7 separate regions of the Mus musculus genome follow, and regions 1, 2, 3, 4, 5 and 6 are each linked to region 7. The links are chromatin contacts, called in public promoter capture Hi-C maps. All regions are on one chromosome and are shown on one strand. The core of a region is the stretch at or near the end of the contact, and the rest is flanking DNA. Distances in the headings are between cores, read along the strand shown.

Region 1 (2,700 bases), core at 181-2,680, 2.8 Mb after region 7:
CATAGAACCAAAATGACTCCAGACTTAGCTGTGTCCAAGCGTGTTCCTTGGACATTACCTTTCCTTCTTACATTATTTCAACAAGTATAAAGAATTGGTTCAGGCAGATTAGAGTAAATTAAATCCCTTTCTCTTCCTTAATGACTGATTGGGTCTCAGTTTCGGCGGCTTGTGAAAATAGTTCTGGGTCCCATTGTATTTCCGGTCAGTAGCCCTGGGAATAGACCTACGAACTTTCTACACACTTGCCTGCTGTAGCTTTATTTCCTAAGACAGATCCTACAATGACCCTCCTAATCTCAAGGGCTTCGGAAAATGGAAGCTATTTGGGCCACTCTTACCATATTTTCCCATGCGTGCCACTATTTAATAAATCAGCCCCAACGCCACTGGGCCCTTTCTGGAATTTTTTTTTTTCGATTTTTCGATACAGGGTTTCTCTGTATAGCTCTGGCTGTCCTGGAACTCACTTTGTAGACCAGGCTCGCCTCGAACTTAGAAATCCGCCTGCCTCTGCCTCCCAAGTGCTGGGATTAAAGGCGTGCGCCACCACGCCCGGCCTTTTCTGGAATTCTTACGCCCTGCTCATCACTTCAGCTCTTCACTCTGTACCATAATCTACCTTTCTCTTGCCATCTATAGTGATTTGCACAGGGTCTGCCCTGCAAGGCTGGCTTATCAAGATTATCGAGTCTGAAGGAATGACAAGAGGTCCTCCCCGGCTTTTCCGACCACAGTGTATCCAACAGAGCTAGAGTGCTTCAAGGACGACTATATACGTCCTCTCAAACCATCTTCTACAAGCCAACAACAGTTTTTCTTGATGTTGGGCCCGAGTCTCGCCCAGACCAGTGTGCGGTCATTCCCTCATCGCCAGTCCCTCATCCGACGCTGCCTTGGGAGGACCCAGGGCCGCAGTCTGGGACGTCTACCCGCACACACGGCCACACTCACCTCAGTACACTCGGCTCCGCAAGGCCGAGACGCGGGGCGAGGCGGCGTACCAGCTCCGACTCCATCGCTGGAAGAAATGCGCGCCAAGAGCAATGCGCGCGCAGATTGTCAGAGGGTTAAGACCCACCCCCGGCGCGTCCAGATTGGTTGCGACCAGAGGTTGAGACCGTTCCACACACCAATCCTGGTCATCCTTCTACGCATGTGCACACGATGAGGCGCGGGCCCAGGCGAAGTGGACGCGCAGAAGGTTCTCTCGCTGCCCTTCCTCGGCCGCGGATCTCCTTAACTAAGGCTTCCCTTCCTGCTGTCCCTAGTTCGCCGCAGCGTTGTACTATTCTCGCCCCGCCCCGTCCACTATACACCGCCGGCTGCCCATTCTCCCCAAACTACGCGAGATTTTAAGTGGGCCAATCGAAAAGCCGCTTCTATCCAAGGGCGGGGCTAGAGAGGGCGGGGCTCGCAAGGCTCGGTCACCTGACGGCGGGCGGCTCCGGCGGGGTAGGCGCTGCTGCTTGTGGTCCCCGGAGTCGCCATGGTGAGTGAGGGGAAGCGGTGGGCCTGGGTTGCCGAGTCGCAGTCCACGTTTTCCTTCGGCGGACAGGAGCCTTGCTGGCGGAGTAGGAGGCCCTGCATTTCGATCGAGGCCGGTCCGGTCCAGGCTGGGCCTGCGGGCTTGGCACGGGCTGAGGAAGGCCGCGTTAGGCTGCGGTGGGCTGCGGTGGGCGGTGGCGCAGAATTTGGTCGTTACCCCGAGACCAGGAGCCTCCCTTAGGGGTGTCGCGGGCTGCAGGTTCTGGGTGTCGGTGGAGGCCTGCGTCAGACTCTTGTACGGAACGGCCACCTTCCCTCTGAGAGTCGGACTCCCGGGTCTGTGCGGAGTTGGGACAGTGAGGAGCCCCCGAGCTTCTGAGCTGGCGCCGTAGCTGGGTCGCGCCCAGATGGTGCATTTCCAGCTTTGTACTCAGCTGTCCTCGGGGGTCCCATTGCCTTTTCTCTGCTGGAAATATCCTTGGGGGGGGGGCGCAGTGGTCTCCCGGCCTTCCGTGGCCGCAGAGCCCCCTTCATCTTGCAGCGCCTGTCAGCGAATTCTAGGGACCTGCTCACGTGAGTTTCCCGAAGGACTCCTGCTTTCTTTTCATTGAGCCCAACCATCAGATAGGAGACAGGTCTCCGTTTCGCATTTGCTCTCTGAGGATTCTAACTCACTTGCTGGAAGCAGTCATTCAAAGGTTTCTCCGCGACGATAGCATGTCGTGATGCTTTGTGGCACTAGCCTTATAAACAGGAACTTCCGCAAAATTCGGATCCTGTTTTCCACAGGGCAAGTTGTCACTTGCGTTATACGAGCATTTGCTGTAGTATGAACAGGTAGTGGTTTTGGATGTGCTATGCTTATGTCCTTTTTTTTTAATTTCAATATTCATTCTTTGTATTGATAATTCTATGTGCCACTGCACATACTTCACTTTAAGTGTGTTAATAGGAAAAACCAGCATTAAATCTTTTTGTTGATTTTTTTTTTCCTTTTTTTTGGAATGGACCTTTATGATGATCTTGCTAGACTCCGATCAGCTTGGTATTTATGTCATCTTTGGTTCTGGCTGGCTGAGTTCTGAGCGTTTGTTCCCGTAATTTGATAAATATTTGATGTATATTTAATATAATATATTGCCTTACAAGATGTTTTCCCCCCTCGGAACTTTGTACAATTGAGATTTGGCACATGACTGGTGTGAAGTTTAA
Region 2 (2,700 bases), core at 144-2,643, 2.4 Mb after region 7:
CCACATTCAAAGTCCACATTCTCTTTAATCTTTAGTTTCTGATGACACTTGTCCCAAATTCCCTGCTCACACTTGCATCTTACCTGACACTTGACAATCATGACTACACCCCTCCTCTTCACTTGCCATCCAAACATTTTCCATCTTCTTTCTCCCCTTTTTCATGGAGCGTTCTCTGATGACATCATACAGGCTGTTTTTTGTTTTTTGGGTTTTTTTTCTTTTCCTCCATCAACAACTATGCATTGTTGATCCAGAAACTCAAAGGGCTTCCCAGTTTCTTTATCCACTCTTGCCCAGGACTTAAACTGAATTATTAACTGCTGTCCCCATTTATCATTATTTTATTTGTGGAAAAGGTTCTAAAATGCCTTATTCACTGGTTCCTGGGTGCAATTTTAATTTAACTGCAGGTGATCACCTTATAAGCCCCAAATCACACATCTTTCATAACCACTGAAGCACACAGCAAAGGGCTAAACAACTTTATGCTAATAGGTGTTAATTGGTTTTATTTATAAACTTGTTAATTGCTTATACTTCTGTGACTTTCTTAGAGCGATCCAAGAAAAGAAAGAATGTGACACCCTTGGAATATTTTGTTCAGTTGCTGGACGTTCTAATTAGCCATAATTTGCTAGATAAACATTTATATATCAGATCAATTACGGTAGGGACTTAATATTGGTAGGCCCCCCAATACCAGTCATTGTTATATGCACATAACTCAAACCAATAAATGACTGTAGCCCGCCTGCATTCAAGTCATTTCTATTTCAGTAGGATGAAGCAGCTCTGCCAGCAAGACAATTTCAATGCACAAGAGCTGGAGGAAGACGAGATCATGCACAAACTATCCAAGGCACATATAATTCCTTTCCGGTGGCGCTCAGCGGTCCGTCTGTACGGCTGTGGTTAGGGGTGGCCTTGGGGAGACCCAGTCTGCATTCAGTCGCGCCTGTCTCTGCAGCTAGAACAAAGTTTCACTTTTCTGGCTGGCGTGGAGCTTTCAGCCCACTGTGGCGAGGACTGGGAGTGAGGATTCCTCAAGCAGCGCTGTGCCTGGCAACTGTTGGAGAAGGTTCAGTAGGTGCAACAACCCTTACTGCTGGCCGGGGGAACTCACCCGGGCACCTCCAGGGCCCCCGCGGGGGTCTCCCTTCCACCGAGATCAGCAAGGCTGAGCAGACGTTTTCAAGCACCTGAGCTTGAGGTCCTCCGAGAGGGGATGGAAAAATCGGACCTGGGGAGCTCAAGGCTTCGAGAAGACACCGGCAGGGAGGGGTGGGCCGCGCGCGAGGCCCGGGAAGCGAGTGGCGGGCGGGGCACGCGGGAGGGCGGGGCTGCGCGTGCGCAGTGGCCCCGCGGCCGGCACGCGGCGCTGCGCTCGCTGCTTAAATGAGCCGGGGCTCCCGGCGCGCGCCACTTCAAGGGAGCCCGCCGCGGGAGCGTCCGCCGCTGGCTTTCCTCAGCCCGCCGAGAGGCGGCGGCCGTCGGGGACCCGGCACGGCGGGCCGAGGCGCTGCGCCCGCTGCTAGGAAGCGGCGGCGGCCGGCGATGGGGACGGAGCGAAGCTACCCCGCCGGGCCGTGACCACCGCGCCGCCGCCTCGGGCGCTCTCGGAGCGCCGACGCTGAGGAACATGGCCCTGGAGCAGCTCTGCGCGGTCCTCAAAGGTAAGCGCGGGTGCGGGCAGCGCCCCCTTGCGGGCCAGGCCGCGCTCCGCTCCGCTCCGCCGCCGCCTTCGCGCCCTTTGTCTGGGCCAGGCCGCCCGCCGCCGCTGCGAGCTCGCTCCGGGGGACGCCGGCGACTCCGCGCCTTGCAAAGTGTGCGAAGCGAAGGCCGGTGGCCCCAGGTTGCCACCGCAGAAAGTGGTAGCACACAAACCACGAAAGCCCCAACTCCGACGCGCCGCAGCGGTTTCGGAGAAGCCCCCAATGTCCGCGCCTCCCGCGGGTCCCACCTGCTGCGGCCGGGAGGCTGCGGCACCACTGCGGGCTCGGGGCTGCGCGGCGGCCCTGCATGCCCCCCGCGCCCCGCGCCCCGCGCTGCCTTCCCGGGATCGCCGAGTCCCGCTGCCTCATGAGTCCTGTGCGGAGGATGCACGGGTCGGCAGCGGCCGGCGAGCTGACAGCATCGAGCTCCTAAAGCCACTGAGAGGCTGCCTCTCCGCGGAGGTGCTGTTTCAGATAAATATTTCTAGATGGTTTACATTGAGAGGCAAAGTTTATTCCAGAACTCGTCCTGGATTGATCCTTTCATAAATCTCAAGAAAAAGCACCGCCTTTCAGCAAATGACTTCCTTTTCCCCAAATGATTTAATTGCAAATGAATAATATCTGAATGGGTTTTTTTTTTTAAATCCTCTTATATTAAGAGAGAAAGTATGACAGTGTTAAAATACTGGCGCTTACATTTTTAGCACTGAATCCTGATATTTGCACAATTACACATTTTGGTGTTTTCCTGGTACGTGTTAACACCTTATTTTCAAATTTGTTTTGTTAGAAAGTTCAGTGGAACTTTTTGTTGTTCTTGAACTAACAACGTTTTAGACAAACTTCATAATTGGACAAATATTCATAAATTACTAATTGACGTTACAGCCATTTAATTTAAATATTTACCTACCTAACTATATGCATATCAATACTTTTATGTTCAGACTGTGCCAAGATAACCACTAACCTTCTAGCCAGT
Region 3 (2,700 bases), core at 20-2,519, 3.0 Mb before region 7:
TAATTTACAGCGTCATCTCTAAGGTGAAGTAAGAATTCGTTTGGGAGTATTTGTGTCCTTCAAACCAGAAGTTCTCCTCTTTGCCTGGCTATCGGAAACACTGGGTAAGGAAGGCGGCTACGGTCTCTTCAGCCAGACTGCTTCAGTCTAGGAAATTTTCTGCACACATACACACATTGCTTTAGTTAAGCTTTAGGTAAGCACTTTGAAGTGGGCACAAGTAACAAAACTGCTCACACAACATAACTGAGTTTCACTGTGGTTAAAAACTTGTCCAGAGTCACTCAGACACAGGTCTAAAGCTGCCATGTTTCTTTTTTTTGTGAGTGTAACAAATGGAGAGAGGGGAATTCGATGTGTGTCGATTTTTAAAAAAATAGAAATAAACCGACTCAGAAGAATGGCACAAGTACATCCATATCATAGTTAAATAACACCTTGCTTAGCCTTCGGGTCGGGGGCCTCTTTGCTCTGCTACTTCGATAAGCTTCCATATATAAAATCAAAGGGTCATACGCACAGGCAGCTGAAAAACAATCCGGACTTCCGTGTCACTTCCCATTGGCCCATACAGGGGAGGTGCCTGCAGAGTTGACAGGCACTAGCCCGAATAGCCATTTTCGTCAACTGCAAAGCCCCGTCCCAAGAACGGAACATAACAAGCCTACACCTGGATGACAGCCAAAAAGAGTGCCCAAGTTCAGCAACAAATGTTGTGTGTCTACACCCGCTTTTCATCTGCCCGGGGGGTGGGGGACAATAAATCCTAAGCCATTCTCACACGTAAGCAAGCCTGAAACTTAATGAGTTTCCTCTGACGGCCGCAAAGCCAGGGGGAGGCAATGGTGCGGGGCAAACGACCAAGTGATCCTAGGGCCACCCCGAGTCCCCGATCTCCACGGAGGATCTGAGCACGCACCTCCAGCGTGTAGCTCTCGCTCATGCTGCGGTAGCTGCTCCAGGCCTCGGCGCGCGCCGCCTCGTCCATGTTGAGGCGGCTGCACAGCTCCTCGAACCGCTGCTGGATCTGATGGCTCGGGGACCCCGCGGGCTGCGCGCGATCCGCGGCGTCGCCATCCTCCTCCTCTTCCTCCGAGCTGGCTGCAGCAGCTGGAGGAGGCGGTGGCGACTGGTTGCCTCCAGATGCCATGGCGCACCCCGAGGCCGCGGCTCTTCAGATGCGCTCAGGGCCCGGGCCCGCAGCCATTCAAACCGCGAAGCGCCGGCCCGTCAGCAGCCTGTCCTGCTACTGTGCCGCCCCCAAAGTTCCTCAGTCCCATGCGGGCACCCGTAGGTCTGAGCACGGCCTGCTGGGAAATGTAGTCTCGGCCGGGATCTCAGGGAGACCAAAAGTCATGGAAGAAGAAAGCAAAAAACGAGCTGTGCATCATTTAGGGGTGAATGGACACGTCCTCTACCGTTTTAAAAAGCATCTCTCAATAGTGAGACCATTCAGAAGGCTCGTTTGAAGAGAAAAAGACCAAGAAATATCGACAGGATTTAGTATATAAGCCCTTTACACACATCCTCACCTAGAGGTCCTCAGATAGTAAAGCTAAAAGGTCCAAAGTAAAGATAATAGTTTGCCTGCCCTTTCTAGTCTCTGTTGCTGAGATAAACACGGACTGTAACCAACTCGGAGAGGAAAGGGCTTATTTCATTTTAGTCTTTACAGTTCATCATTGACGGAGGTTAAAGCAGGACGCTGCTTACTGACTTAGCTCCCCGTTGCTTTATCAGCTACTTTCTTAATACAACGCCACCCCCGCGGCCGCCACCTCCCTAGGCAAGACCCACAGGTCAATCCAACAGAGAGGATTCCTCAAGTGACACTCCTATGTCAACGCTATCAATGGCAAAGGTATATTGAGCTAAGAATTGATCTCACTTCACCAAACAAAAACAAAATAAAAAACCCTCAACCCTCAACCCTCAATCACACAAATAATCATGAATGTGTTTTCAAGAATAACTTAAAATGTATATTAGCTATCACATAACTGCTCCTAGATACGGCTAAAGTTTCTTACAGATAAAAGGAAGAGCGTAGAGCAGGGACATCTGAGTGAGTCCAGAGTGGACATGACCCTGAGCCACCTGAGGGAGGAGAGTGCGGGGAGGGGGCGCGGGAGGTGAAGGGAGAGAGGGGAGAGAGGGGAACCAGGTGCAGCAGCTAGAAGGCCCAAAGGTACACCGAGCTAGAAACTAAAATGTCTGGATTATATAGGAAAGCACAGCCCACCCCTTGAGCTGGAGAGTTTTGGGTAGGGGGCTGGCTATGGTAACAGGTAGAGGTTGAGGGCTACCAGGAGAACAGAGCAGCCAGGTCCTCTTTGATATGTTAAATAGGCACCTCAGCCTTTTGTCCCCGGGCTTGAAACTTTCCTATATTTATGATTTGAGGTGTTAAAGCTACCGAATCTCTAACTAAGCTTAGATATGAAGGGAATTTCAAAGAATTTGCTCACGGAAAAGAAACTTTTAAGGCACATTGCATGGGCTTAAGTGGTGAAGAGAATCTAGTGGAGATAAACACATTGATTGAAAAGGGCTGGGGAGATTCTCAGTGGCAAAAAAAAAATCCCTCACCTGAGATCAACCTGTATAACTCACATGTGTTGCGGGAGCAGGTGTTAAAAGCCAGGAATGGAGGGTTGGCTTGTAATCTCAGCAGCGGGGGGTGGGGTGGGGGGGGCGTGG
Region 4 (2,700 bases), core at 86-2,585, 2.8 Mb before region 7:
TGACTGCTCTTCCAAAGGTCCTGAGTTCAGATCCCAGCAACCACATGGTGGCTCACAACCATCGTAACAAAAATCTGATGCCCTCTTCTGGAGTGTCTGAAGACAGCTACAGTGTACACACATATAATAAATAAATAAATCTTTAAAAAAAAAAAAAAGAACTGGTAAAAGGACCCAGTGAGTTAAAAGGAACTTGTTGCCAGACCTGAACACCCGAGTCCAATCCCCAGAATCACATGGTGGAAGGAGAGAACCAACTCACACAGTCGTCCTTTGTCTTGTATATCCACACCATGCCATATGATGCACCCATCCAACACATGTGCATGCACATGCTCACACATATGGTCTAGCAAAATAATTTTAAAAATATCTCAAAATAAAAGAGGAAGGGAGGAAAAAAGACAAGGCACATGCCCCAAGTAAAGAATGAGATAAAAAGTGTGTTGTTTTAAACCATTATATTAAGCACAATTTGGTATCACACAGCATTAAAAGAAACATACTACAGCCAGATGTGTTGATGCTTGCATTAAATCCCAGCACTTAGGAGGCAGAGACAGGCATATCTCTGTGAGTTCTAGGCTAGCCTGGTCTACATACTAAGTTCTAGGATGGCCAAGGCTACATAGAGAGACCCTGTTTCAAAACAACAACAGAAATAGGAGATGCAAGAGGAAGATGTATGTGAATGTGTGTGTGTGTGTGTGTGCAATATAAAATTTTAAGCTACTTTGTTGATGTTACTTATTAAAAGCAAAACATATCTTTCTCCTTTGCTGTAAGATATGAGGGAAAGTCTCCAACTAACTTCTGGCCAGAGGTTAAAAAATATTTTCTAATTAATTGCATCATTTACTAATACACTCATCCAGATGGCCTATTAAAACAAAAGAAAAGTAAACAGTTACAACTAATGAACTAAAGTCACAGATCAAAACCAAAATCAAATAAACTCCAGACCAAAAGTCAACTGTAGACACAAATTACTCTCAACCAAAAACCAGCAGCTAATAGAGGAAAGAGAGAGAGAAGAGAGCATGGGGGATAGAGAACATAGAGCATGGAGAGCAGGGAGGAAGACTGAGCATGGAGGATAGAGTTTAGGAATGCAAGCCTAACCTGTCTGTCTGTCTGTCTGTCTTTGTCTCTGTCTCTCTCTTAATGGAAAGGAGAGATATCCCCTCCTTTTTAGAACTTTGTTTATTTTGTTTGGGTTTTGCTTCTGAATTTTATTGATTTATTTTATGAATATGGGTGTTTTGTTTGTATACATGTCTGTACAAACCTGGCCAGAAAAGGGTGTTGGAAGCCACAGGACTGGAGTTCAGGATCGCTGTGAGCCACCATGTGGGATCCTGGAAACTGTACTCTGATCCTCTGAAAGAGTGGCCAGTGCTCTTAAGCACTAAGCCATCTCTCCAACCTGCAAGCCTAGTTTACTATCTGAAAATTAATTCACAGAGTACAGCTTAGCAAGAGCCTCATGAAAGCTTTATATCCTATCTTGTGATAAAGGAAAACAAATACTCAAATTCACTATCCCTCATGATGTAACTACTCATGATGCAGCAATTAAGACTAGAAGGGAGTAGCCAACAATTTGCTAAATAGGACATCTATGCAAACCCCACAACGAGCATCAAGCCTCACGGTGAAATACAGGAGGAGCAACTTAAGACCACATGGTCACAACATCTCTGTGGTGGGAGTCTTGTGAGTGTATGCCCAGGGAAGTAGAGCTGGGTCAGATGACAGCTCGAACTAGTTTTGTTTTGTTCTTTTTATGAGATTTCCACAGTGCCACAGCAGCTGACACTCTGATCAATAGTAATGAAGGTCCCTTCTCTCCATATGCTCTTCAGAAGTTGCTGTGACTTGCTTTCTTACCTAATCCTCATAGGAGAGATGAAATAGAAAAGCAGTTTTACTTGCTCTCTATGATAAACTAAGGATAAACACTTTGTGTTTATATCCACAGATTTATGATGCTCTCAACCTTGGATAGAGAAGCTGCTGCTTTCTTTTAATTTTTGAGACAGGGTCTCTCTATGTAGCCCTGACTTTCCTGGAACTCACAGAGCTCCTCCATGCCACCACGCCTAGTTCAGAGAAGCTCCTTGAGTTGGTAGGAGTTAAAGCAGAGCCTCAACTGCTGAAGCAAACATCTGTGAGCTTTTAGCCACTGGTGAGATGTCTATATAAACCACCCCCTATCAGTTCTAGACACACAGAGGCGATCTTCCGATCAGCTGGTGCGTTCTTCAATTTCTTTCATCCTCTTCCTCCTCCTCCTCCCCCTCCCCCTCCTCCTATGTGTGTGTGTGTGTGTGTCCTGAAGTTACCCTCACAGATATAGTTTACCTTCCTGGCTGCATTTCTTGTGGATATTAAACTATTGTAAGTGGGTATTTTCCTTGATTTCTTTTGCAGCAAGTTGTCAATATAGAACATAATTTTATATGACTGGTGCCAATGTTAGTCACACTGTATAGAAAAAGAGACTGAGTTTGGAAAGATAAACAAATCTGCTCAGTATTTTAAAATGAGTTATTTTTAACTATGCTTCTTTCTGTATAGGTATACATACATGACGGCAGGTAACCACAAAGACCTGAGATGTCTGATCTTCTGGAGCTGAAGTTACAAGCAGTTGTGAGCTACTTACCTAAATTAAAATAATACATACATTTTACATAT
Region 5 (2,700 bases), core at 5-2,504, 2.6 Mb after region 7:
CTGGGTGTGTGGGTGAGTGTTCCCTCTTCTTCTTTGTATGTCCCTTCCTGAAACTGGGTATTTGATCAAGAAGAGAGGCTAATCTTTGGCAAAAGGGTATAAAATAGCTGTGGTCCCCTGCTAGAAACCTCCAAATAAGTCCTGGAAACCAGATAGATAAGCTATATTCTATTAAAGAATTTTGACTCACATGTGAGAACAGCATTCATGTCATAAATCATACTTATCAGGAAAACGAACATCAAATAAGACAGGAAGGTTCACCAGGTTATGAATTAAGGAAAACACTACAGGTTAAGGGGCATTTTGAATAGCAGAAGGAGCATCTAACTTCTCATGAGACTCTTCTGAGCGTTCAGGTTAAATTTCAGAAGTCTTAGCACGGCAGTGAAGGACCTCCAAAACTCGGTCAAGAAGAATAACAAGAAAGGTGTATCACCTCCACTGACAGACTTATGGCCAATGAGCAATTGTTTCCCAGTTCAGGTTTTCAACTGACCAGAAGTGTTTTACTATCGGAAAACCAGTTGGAAGGCAAGCTATACATTCTGGAATGTGGTAAAGCACAGAAATCTTTCAAGCTAAAGCAAAACGAAACTCGACTGACAGCCACCAAGTGCCGGCACGCTGCCATACTGTCTTATGCCAACCAAACCTTTGGCGTTAGCTAATTTTAAAGCTGTCAAGTGAGACACTTGAACACATGATCCCGGTGGAACAGGGTGACTTTGGTTTATCTGGATGCCCCGAAACCAACTGGGAATGTGTAAAAAAGATTTGTCCTTTCCTCCGATGTGACAGGATGGCTATGCCTTTAAAACCTCGTCTGCTAGGTATAAATCTGAGTATTTATGAATGAAATTGTTTCCCCTACGCAGAGGTGCTGAGGGGGAAGTTAAGGAGATGAAATGAGTTAGTGAAGGTGTTGATGAAATCACATCACGGGCGTAACTCGCTATTTGGGAACCTCACACACTCACACCCACGTGCTGTTTTTCACCGTGGCCCCGGGGGGACCACCCCGTGAGGATTCCACGCCGGCTTCTTTCCCTCAGGCCTCAGCCGCACCGAGAGTTCTTTATGAACGCCGCACACCGCTCCCCTCCACTCCGCGGTCGCTCGCGCGTCACGGAGCGGCGACAGGAAAGGGCCCCACCAGCCGCTCTCGGGCGCCCACCGCCCAACCCCGCCCCGCCCGGCCCCGGAGGCGGGGCCTTGTGGCGACGTCATGGCGCTGCGCCGGGTCAAAGTTCAGCCCCGCCTGCCTCCCCGCGCCGTCTCCTCGGCCTGCGCCGCCGCCGCTCGTGGTCCGGGTCGCGCTCCTTCCGCTCCGCCGCCTGCTTGCGAGTGCTGCCCGGCAGGCCGCCATGGCGAACGTGGCCGACACGAAGCTGTACGACATCCTGGGCGTCCCTCCCGGCGCTAGCGAGAACGAGCTGAAGAAGGTACTGGAGCGAGCCGGCCGGCGGGCGGGGCGAGGGCGCGGGGCCTGCGCGGTCTGGGCGGCCTGAGCCGGGCTGAGGCGCGGCGGCGGCGGGGGCGCAGTCGGCTCGGCTGACCTTGGGCCTCCGCCCGCCCGGCCCTGCGCAGACGCGGCCCGCCAGCTCGGCGCCCGGGGCCACCCGGAAAAACAGGTCGGACCGCGGTGCTCGCGCCGCCGGGCCGGGGAGGAGCTGACCGCCGGCGCCGGTGTGGGGCTGAGGGCCGCAGCCCCCGGCGCTGAGCAGGCTCCTCCCTCAGCCTCGCTCGCCCGGCAGCTGGAGCGGCGTGGGTCTGTTTGGAAGCATTGTTCTGTGGGCTGGAGATCTAAATACCCCGTGGCCGCTTCGGGGATGAGTCGTGTGCCCCAGCCAAACACCTGAGCGTGCACTCCCTAAAAATAAGACACGTCTTATTGTTGTCCTTTGTAGTAGTTCCAAATCATCTCGGGACTTGGGGTATTAATAAAGTCAGCATCTTCTCTGGCTGTCGGGATCCAATCCGCATTTGTAAACTGAGAAAAATAAGAATGTCCCGTAAGTACTGGGACTGGTAAAGTCCAAAGAAAAAGACTTCCTGTTACCCTACCGGAAATGGTAGGCTGTGTTATATAATTCATGAGTCTGTGTGAGGACTTACATGGTGCTTAACCACATCGCTTAATTGAAAGTATGTAGTTTCACCACCACCTAAGACCCCAGTTAGCCGACCGTGTGCGAGTAAAACATCACTTAGGACCTCCTGGGTGTCCTGTTAGAGGGCAGGCAGAGGAGCCAGCCAGCATGGGGAGAGATACTTGGTAGAAGTATCCTATGCTTAATTTGTAGTAGTGCTTGAGTTTCTGTAAAACGTAGTCACTCAATCTAAAATTTGTTTGGTTATTGTGGTCTCCTTGGTCTGGCTACTGGCCATCAAAGACATTTGATAATAGTTTGTAAAAAAAGAAAGAAAAAATGTTTCAGTATCTTCTTTGTTGTTTTATTTGTATTTTTCTTCAGTAACTTTGGGTATATTATTAGTAAATACTATTGAAGTGGAAAACGTTAAATAATAAGTGACATTTTTTGGAAGGCTGTAACTTTAGAACATTGCTTCTCAGAAAAGTGAATATCTTAAATTGTTTGCTGTGTATAACTCTTATCCAAAATCTTTTTTGAAGGCATACCGAAAGTTAGCCAAAGAATACCACCCTGATAAGAATCCAAATGCTGGAGACAAAGT
Region 6 (2,700 bases), core at 16-2,515, 2.7 Mb after region 7:
TTGGCAATCAAACAGGACTGTGAGTTCTGACCCCAGCTGATACAGAAAAATCACTAACTCTAAGCCCACTTTCTTTCTTCCTGTGATCCATCTCCCTAGTGTGCCCTCTTTTCTTTCTTTTTTTCTTTTTTTTTAGATAGGGTTTCTCTGTATAGCTCTGGCTGTCCTGGAACTCACTTTGTAGACCATGCTGGCCTCGAACTCAGAAATCCGACTGCCTCTGCCTCCTGAGTGCTGGGATTAAAAGCGTGCAGACACCACACCGGGCTTAGTGTGCCCTCTTGAGAGAGTAAAGGTCGTGTGTGTGTCCAGGCAGTGAACATTACATTTCTCTTACTTGCAAGACCAGTAGCCCAAGATAATGCTGTCAGCTCCAGATGTCATCTGCTCCCTTTGATCCAAAGTGGCAGAAGTTTTGTGTCCCTTCAAGGCTGATCCTGGAGACTTCCTTAGGGGGTTATTTGGGATTGGGGAACCCTTGTGTTAAGGACTCTATTCACACACACACTTCTTTTAACTGACTTTACATTTTCACACGTTTAGATTTTTTTTTTTTGGACAGGTAGTGTCTTTGTCCTGAGATACCTTTCCTATAGTACAGAGTATGAGGAGTCTCTTTAACAATGGCAGATGCTCTGTGTGTTACCCCTCCCTTTTCTGCAACTTTATACCCAGCTCATGCTCCTTTCTTCATCAAACTACAGTTTAAAAATATCTCTCTGCTCTCTCACTGTAGATCTGAACAAGAGCAGTGAAAGCTGGGATGATAGGAGTGCACAGCATTTTGTTTCACTTTTCAAATAATTTGCTTTTAATTTTAAACTACTCAGTATCAGTGATACACAAGATGAAACCAGACCAACCTCTCCACCCCCTCCAAAAACAAAGCCTTGTAGACTGTTCCTTGAAGGCAGACATTTCTTATTCGGTGTGCTTAATAGTGGATCGTAGGCAATTATTTAATGAATAGTGAAGTTTATACCCCTGACGCTGGAAGCCTAGGGGTTTCATCGAGTGTCTATTATAATTTCTCTCGGATTAGCATTGCTGACATTTGCAGAGAGGTTTTCCGTTGCCAGTAACCATTTCAGGCTCTGGTTCTGGGGCCGACGAGGGGGCGTGCCCAGCACCAGGGCTCGGCCCACCTGTGCGTTGGTTGGTGGAGTCTCGTCGGAGCCACGCCCCCGAGCGGTCCACCGCCTTAGAGGGCGTGGCGATGGGACTTCCCTGGAAGGGCCGCGGCGCCCCCCTCCTCCAACCCGCACGCAGCCCCGCGCACGCGCACGCGCGCCTCCACGGCTGGGTCGCGGCTGGAGTGAGGACGCGCTGTGTGGAGCAGCGGAGGCACGGCGCTGCTTCCACCGCTGCTCAGGAGGGGAGCATGTCTGCAACTCGAGCCAAGAAAGTGAAGATGGCCACCAAATCGTGCCCCGAGTGCGACCAACAGGTGGGCTGGGCCGGCGCGAGCGGGCGGGGCGGGCAGGGCGGGTGGCCGTTGCTCGGCGGCGGTTGGCGGTGCGCGGCGGCCCGCGGGCGGCGGGGGCCTGGGAGCGGGGACCCGGCGCTGCCCCTTCTGGTCCCGGGCCGGCCCGCGGACCCCTGCCGCCCCGCATGGCTTTGTTCGCGGTTGGGGAGAGTGCGGTGCTGCTTCTCAGCTGTCGCTCCCCGCCACCTGGGTGGCAGCATAAAGCAGACAAAAGGACAGTAATGGTGCTAACTTTTTTGCAAATTTGTGGACTTCCGGAACGCCGCAAAAAAACCAACCAGTTTGATGTGTGGTTTCTAGTCCTTCCACTACGTTGTTAACGGAACACGGTTCGAATAAAGTCGGCGTTGAGGCTCTTCCTCTCTGCGTGTGCCCCGTCCCATTCGTGCTATTTACTGTTGTAAATTTGACATGTCTGCTTACAGATTTTTTTTTTAAATATGCGGATTCGTGAATTTGAAATCATTCATATTTAGACTGAACTCATGGAGTAATAGTCGTAATTTTTAAAAAAATCATTTTTCTTTTCCTACATTTAAGTACGCCTAATTATAGTGTGATGAACAAAAACTCATTCCATTAAAATCATCCTTAGGCCTTCATGCCGGCATGCAGATCTGGCTGTACTTCTTTTTCCTGAATCTTCCTAAAATGACTACCTCTCTCTCTTCCCCTCCCCCCTCCTTCTCTCTGGAGTAATTGGAAATGGGTGGAGACTTAAAATCTGATTTAAGTATATTATTTAGGGCGTGTCCTTGTAGGTTTATTAAAATCTTTAAACAAAAAAGTTACATGTTTTATTCAGTATGATTTATAGGCAATGTTTAAAAATGCTGATGATGGAAAGTTGTGCAAGTTTAGTCGATAGAGCATACCAGTCTGCAATATCAAAACAGTCATGTTTTCCAAAATGTAGAGTTACGTTCATTCTTTCCACCCAACTAAATTGTAGCAAACTTGCACTTTGTGATCAGTCTGTTGGCAGATTACTTTGATGTTTAAATAATTTTCAGTTAAGGCTTTTACAGTATGAATTATGCATTCTGTTTCTGTAGGGCACAAGTCCCTTGTTTTACTTGGCATAAAATAATCTTTTGGGGAAAATATCTGTTTTTAATTTCCTGGTTATTGGCCAGTGAGATGGCTTTAGGTGGTAAAGGTGCTTTCTGCTCAAGCCTGACTACCTGAGGTAGATCCCTGTAAAGGTGGAAGGA
Region 7 (2,700 bases), core at 167-2,666:
GTGGCTCACGCCTTTAATCCCAGCACTCAGGAGGCAGAGGCAGAGGCAGGTGGATTTCTGAGTTCGAGGCCAGCCTGGTCTACAGAGCGAGTTCCAGGACAGCCAGGGCTATACAGAGAAACCCTGTCTGGAAAAACAACAACAACAACAACAACAAAAAACAAAAACAAAAACAAAAAAAGTTGTCTAAACTCAGAAATCTTATAGCTTAGTAAAACAAGGATTTACTAGTCAAAAGTTTTAAAGAAAGGGAGTCGTTCCTACTTAGGAATAAAGCTATCAACCACACTTTATTTTCCCTTAGAAAGCATTCAGCAACTTACTTCTCCAACGTCCAGTGGCAGGTTGCAAGCAATGAATATATTCAGTAAGTCTTCTTTCGAAAGCCTTGAGATCTAGGTAAAGAGAATTCAGTTCTCTATCTGCTCTTTCTAGTCCGAAATGAAATTTGATAAAATGAAATTTTAGATCGACAAACTCCAACAGGTCTTGCACATCAAATTACTTGTGTCACGCACCGTTTGCTTATATAATAACAATTTTAAGTACACAACAAAAACATCATTTTTCGTTCATCCCAATTTCTGGAAACCAGTTGGTCTACTTTTAGAAGCTTGAAAACTGGTATGCTGGAAGACCAGCAGCAACTTCAGCCAAGAGTCAAAAGCTAAAACTGGGGGGTGCGGTGGAGGGTGTTTACAAATAAATGGACCAAACTCCAGCTTAATTCTAATTCTGTGGAACCAAGAACTTCCTGTTGAAACATCAAAATCCATGAGGTCTAATTGACTGCAATTATCCGATTCCGGCCCTAGCTCTTATCATTAATTGATGGCTATGTAGTATGGGCTTACTAGACTTCCATACACAGATAACGGGCTGTACAAACATACTCCCTTATCCTCCTAGGAATGGGTCGCCGGTGAACGTCCGGCCAGCAGCAGCGCCTACGCCTTGTGCTGTGGCAGAGCGTACCTCTGAATGAAGTAGGGTGTTATTCCCACAGAGGTGTTTTTTAAAAAATCAAAATAAAACAAAACTTTGAAAGGCCAAGAGTACATCTAAATTCCGGCAATTACAGAAGCCAAGGAAGAAATTAGGGTTACGGTTCGTTAGGTTGTCAAACAGAAAATGAATTCGCACTCTATAACTCGCAAGGGCTCGTCACTGAGACGGGGGGGCCCCCGAGCCCCTGCGGGGGGGGAAGGCGGCACCCCTCGGCGGCCGTGCGCCCCGCGTCCCCGCCACGCCGCCCTCGCGACCTCCTCAGCCTCGGGACGGGACCCGGCGGAAGACACACTCTACCTTCCGCTTGTTCCAGCGAGTTCATGTCGGGCGGCAGCTCCGGTCACCGCCACGGCCCGGTCCTCATCGCAGCCCGCCCTCCCCGCCCCGCCGACAGCGCCAACTCCCACCTCTAACCGCTCCCTTCAGCCCCTCCGTTTGGCACCGCCCATTTTCTAGAAACGTTGAGTTTATTGGGTAGCTCATCCAGACCCCTCAACTAAACTAGTTTTCTATTGGCTAATTTCAGCAAACGCCTTCGGGAACCCAGCGCTAGATGTTCAACTGGAAGGGCCGAGAATAGCGAGCAGCTAGGCTGATATAGCCATGGCGCCGCCTCCTGCCTCGGGGAGGAACTGAATTCTGTCCAAGCATACTTTATTTTTAAGCTTGGTTGCTTTCTTAGTTCTTAAAACAATGATTGAGCGCCCACTAACTTCTGGGCAGTATTTTGGTTGCTAAGGAGAGACCACCAATCTATCCCTGCCCTCAAGGAACTAAAGAGAAACTGAGATATGTTCAGCAGTAAGTACTAGAAGCGCCCCCAAGCAGATTTCCTTGATTTTGATTTCTCTTCTTTAGATATCCAATTCCTTAAGGAAGGATTTCTTTCTTGGTTATTTTCTCCTCATGTCGTCCAATATAGTCATAAAGAATGCACAAAGTGCCGGGCGGTGGTGGCGCATACCTTTAATCCCAGCACTTGGGAGGCAGAGGCAGGTGGATTTCTGAGTTCGAAGCTAGCCTGGTCTACAGAGTGAGTTCCAGGACAGCCAGGGCTAAGAGAAACCCTGTCTCGAAAAACAAACAAACAAAAAAAAAAAAACCAAAAAAACAAAAACAAAAACCAAAAAACAACAACAAAAAACAAAACAAAACAAAAAAAGAATGCACAAAGTATGTCTTTGTAAGTATAACAAAAATATGTACAGGGTTAGCAAAATTAACATTTGATTAAAATGACCTGTTATTTCTGTTTATTTCCTGGTGGTCATTGATTCATTCAAGAGGTATTTATTGCATGACATGCTACGCATTGTATTTGTCCCATATTACATTATATTTATGACCACGGTAGATAAGATTGCATTCCTCACAGTGAAAGGTTTCAGGGAGCAATAAACATAAAAGTAGGCAACTGATTTCAGATAACAGTAGCTCTATGGAAAAAGCAACCAATATTAAAGACAGGAGGAAGGAGGTCCAGAAGTGTTGCAAGGAAGTTTGAGCTGAGAGGCCCAAGAAGACGGAAAGGATCCAGCCACACAGATCAGGGCTGAGAAGGTCTTTGAGCAACACCGCCATGTTCCCAAAATTGATACATTGTGTGTTTTACTAATCAACCTTTGCCCTAACTCACTTATCAGCTCCTGACTCCTTTGTTTTATAGACTCCTCTACCCTAGTAGCACTTTCT

What was found. Promoter capture Hi-C pulls out the DNA fragments that hold promoters and counts their contacts.
Region 1: a contact with region 7 is called in a promoter capture Hi-C map of embryonic stem cells, with 3 times the contacts expected there. The contact joins the promoter of Vps35 here to the promoter of Cnep1r1 in region 7. A contact is called at or near these places in 5 of 39 promoter capture datasets (cranial neural crest, embryonic stem cells, hippocampal neurons and 2 more), 1 of 484 Hi-C or Micro-C datasets (embryonic stem cells), 1 of 115 datasets of contacts at active chromatin or transcription factors (astrocytes) and 2 of 9 other capture datasets (adipose tissue and liver).
Region 2: a contact with region 7 is called in a promoter capture Hi-C map of liver, with 2.4 times the contacts expected there. The contact joins the promoter of Neto2 here to the promoter of Cnep1r1 in region 7. A contact is called at or near these places in 2 of 39 promoter capture datasets (hippocampal neurons and liver) and 1 of 115 datasets of contacts at active chromatin or transcription factors (astrocytes).
Region 3: a promoter capture Hi-C map of pre-B cells shows a contact between it and region 7. The contact joins the promoter of Rbl2 here to the promoter of Cnep1r1 in region 7. A contact is called at or near these places in 8 of 39 promoter capture datasets (the 3T3-L1 cell line, cranial neural crest, embryonic stem cells and 4 more), 1 of 484 Hi-C or Micro-C datasets (pre-B cells) and 2 of 115 datasets of contacts at active chromatin or transcription factors (astrocytes and thymic regulatory T cells).
Region 4: a contact with region 7 is called in a promoter capture Hi-C map of liver, with 4 times the contacts expected there. The contact joins the enhancer-like site here to the promoter of Cnep1r1 in region 7. A contact is called at or near these places in 5 of 39 promoter capture datasets (embryonic stem cells, hippocampal neurons, liver and 1 more) and 1 of 115 datasets of contacts at active chromatin or transcription factors (astrocytes).
Region 5: a promoter capture Hi-C map of liver shows a contact between it and region 7, with 4 times the contacts expected there. The contact joins the promoter of Dnaja2 here to the promoter of Cnep1r1 in region 7. A contact is called at or near these places in 7 of 39 promoter capture datasets (the C10 cell line, embryonic stem cells, hippocampal neurons and 3 more), 2 of 115 datasets of contacts at active chromatin or transcription factors (astrocytes and stem cell-derived neural progenitor cells) and 2 of 9 other capture datasets (adipose tissue and liver).
Region 6: a promoter capture Hi-C map of pre-B cells shows a contact between it and region 7, with 5 times the contacts expected there. The contact joins the promoter of 4921524J17Rik here to the promoter of Cnep1r1 in region 7. A contact is called at or near these places in 2 of 39 promoter capture datasets (embryonic stem cells and pre-B cells).

The regions. Positions count from the first base shown.
Region 1 is chr8:85,298,247-85,300,946 of GRCm38.p6, reverse strand. It overlaps Vps35 (VPS35 retromer complex component), which reads left to right and starts at 1,430. Exons shown (of 17, transcript NM_022997.5): 1 at 1,430-1,492. The coding sequence starts at 1,490. Orc6 (origin recognition complex, subunit 6) reads right to left here and starts at 1,315. Exons shown (of 7, transcript NM_019716.2): 1 at 955-1,315. The coding sequence starts at 1,019.
Region 2 is chr8:85,699,617-85,702,316 of GRCm38.p6, reverse strand. Neto2 (neuropilin (NRP) and tolloid (TLL)-like 2) reads left to right here and starts at 1,393. Exons shown (of 9, transcript NM_001357288.1): 1 at 1,393-1,676. The coding sequence starts at 1,643. It overlaps Mir8109 (microRNA 8109), which reads right to left and starts at 1,412; the gene lies at 1,296-1,412.
Region 3 is chr8:91,068,626-91,071,325 of GRCm38.p6, reverse strand. Rbl2 (RB transcriptional corepressor like 2) reads right to left here and starts at 1,269. Exons shown (of 22, transcript NM_011250.4): 1 at 920-1,269. The coding sequence starts at 1,150.
Region 4 is chr8:90,943,461-90,946,160 of GRCm38.p6, reverse strand. The region is part of intron 3 of Chd9 (chromodomain helicase DNA binding protein 9); the gene reads right to left. Among named protein-coding and RNA genes, the nearest start is that of Gm39221, 110 kb to the left of the region's middle. Within about 2 kb of position 1,335, at least 3 of the 459 cell types and tissues checked have an H3K27ac peak or open chromatin away from gene starts, as enhancers often do. A contact at or near this core is called in liver, where this site is marked.
Region 5 is chr8:85,553,915-85,556,614 of GRCm38.p6, reverse strand. Dnaja2 (DnaJ heat shock protein family (Hsp40) member A2) reads left to right here and starts at 1,254. Exons shown (of 9, transcript NM_019794.5): 1 at 1,254-1,445; 2 at 2,639-2,698. The coding sequence starts at 1,368.
Region 6 is chr8:85,431,406-85,434,105 of GRCm38.p6, reverse strand. It overlaps 4921524J17Rik (RIKEN cDNA 4921524J17 gene), which reads left to right and starts at 1,265. Exons shown (of 4, transcript NM_025722.3): 1 at 1,265-1,447. The coding sequence starts at 1,382.
Region 7 is chr8:88,117,475-88,120,174 of GRCm38.p6, reverse strand. It overlaps Cnep1r1 (CTD nuclear envelope phosphatase 1 regulatory subunit 1), which reads right to left and starts at 1,416. Exons shown (of 6, transcript NM_029074.3): 1 at 1,306-1,416; 2 at 324-395. The coding sequence starts at 1,330. It overlaps Gm2716 (predicted gene 2716), which reads left to right and starts at 1,568. Exons shown (of 8, transcript NR_151771.1): 1 at 1,568-1,809.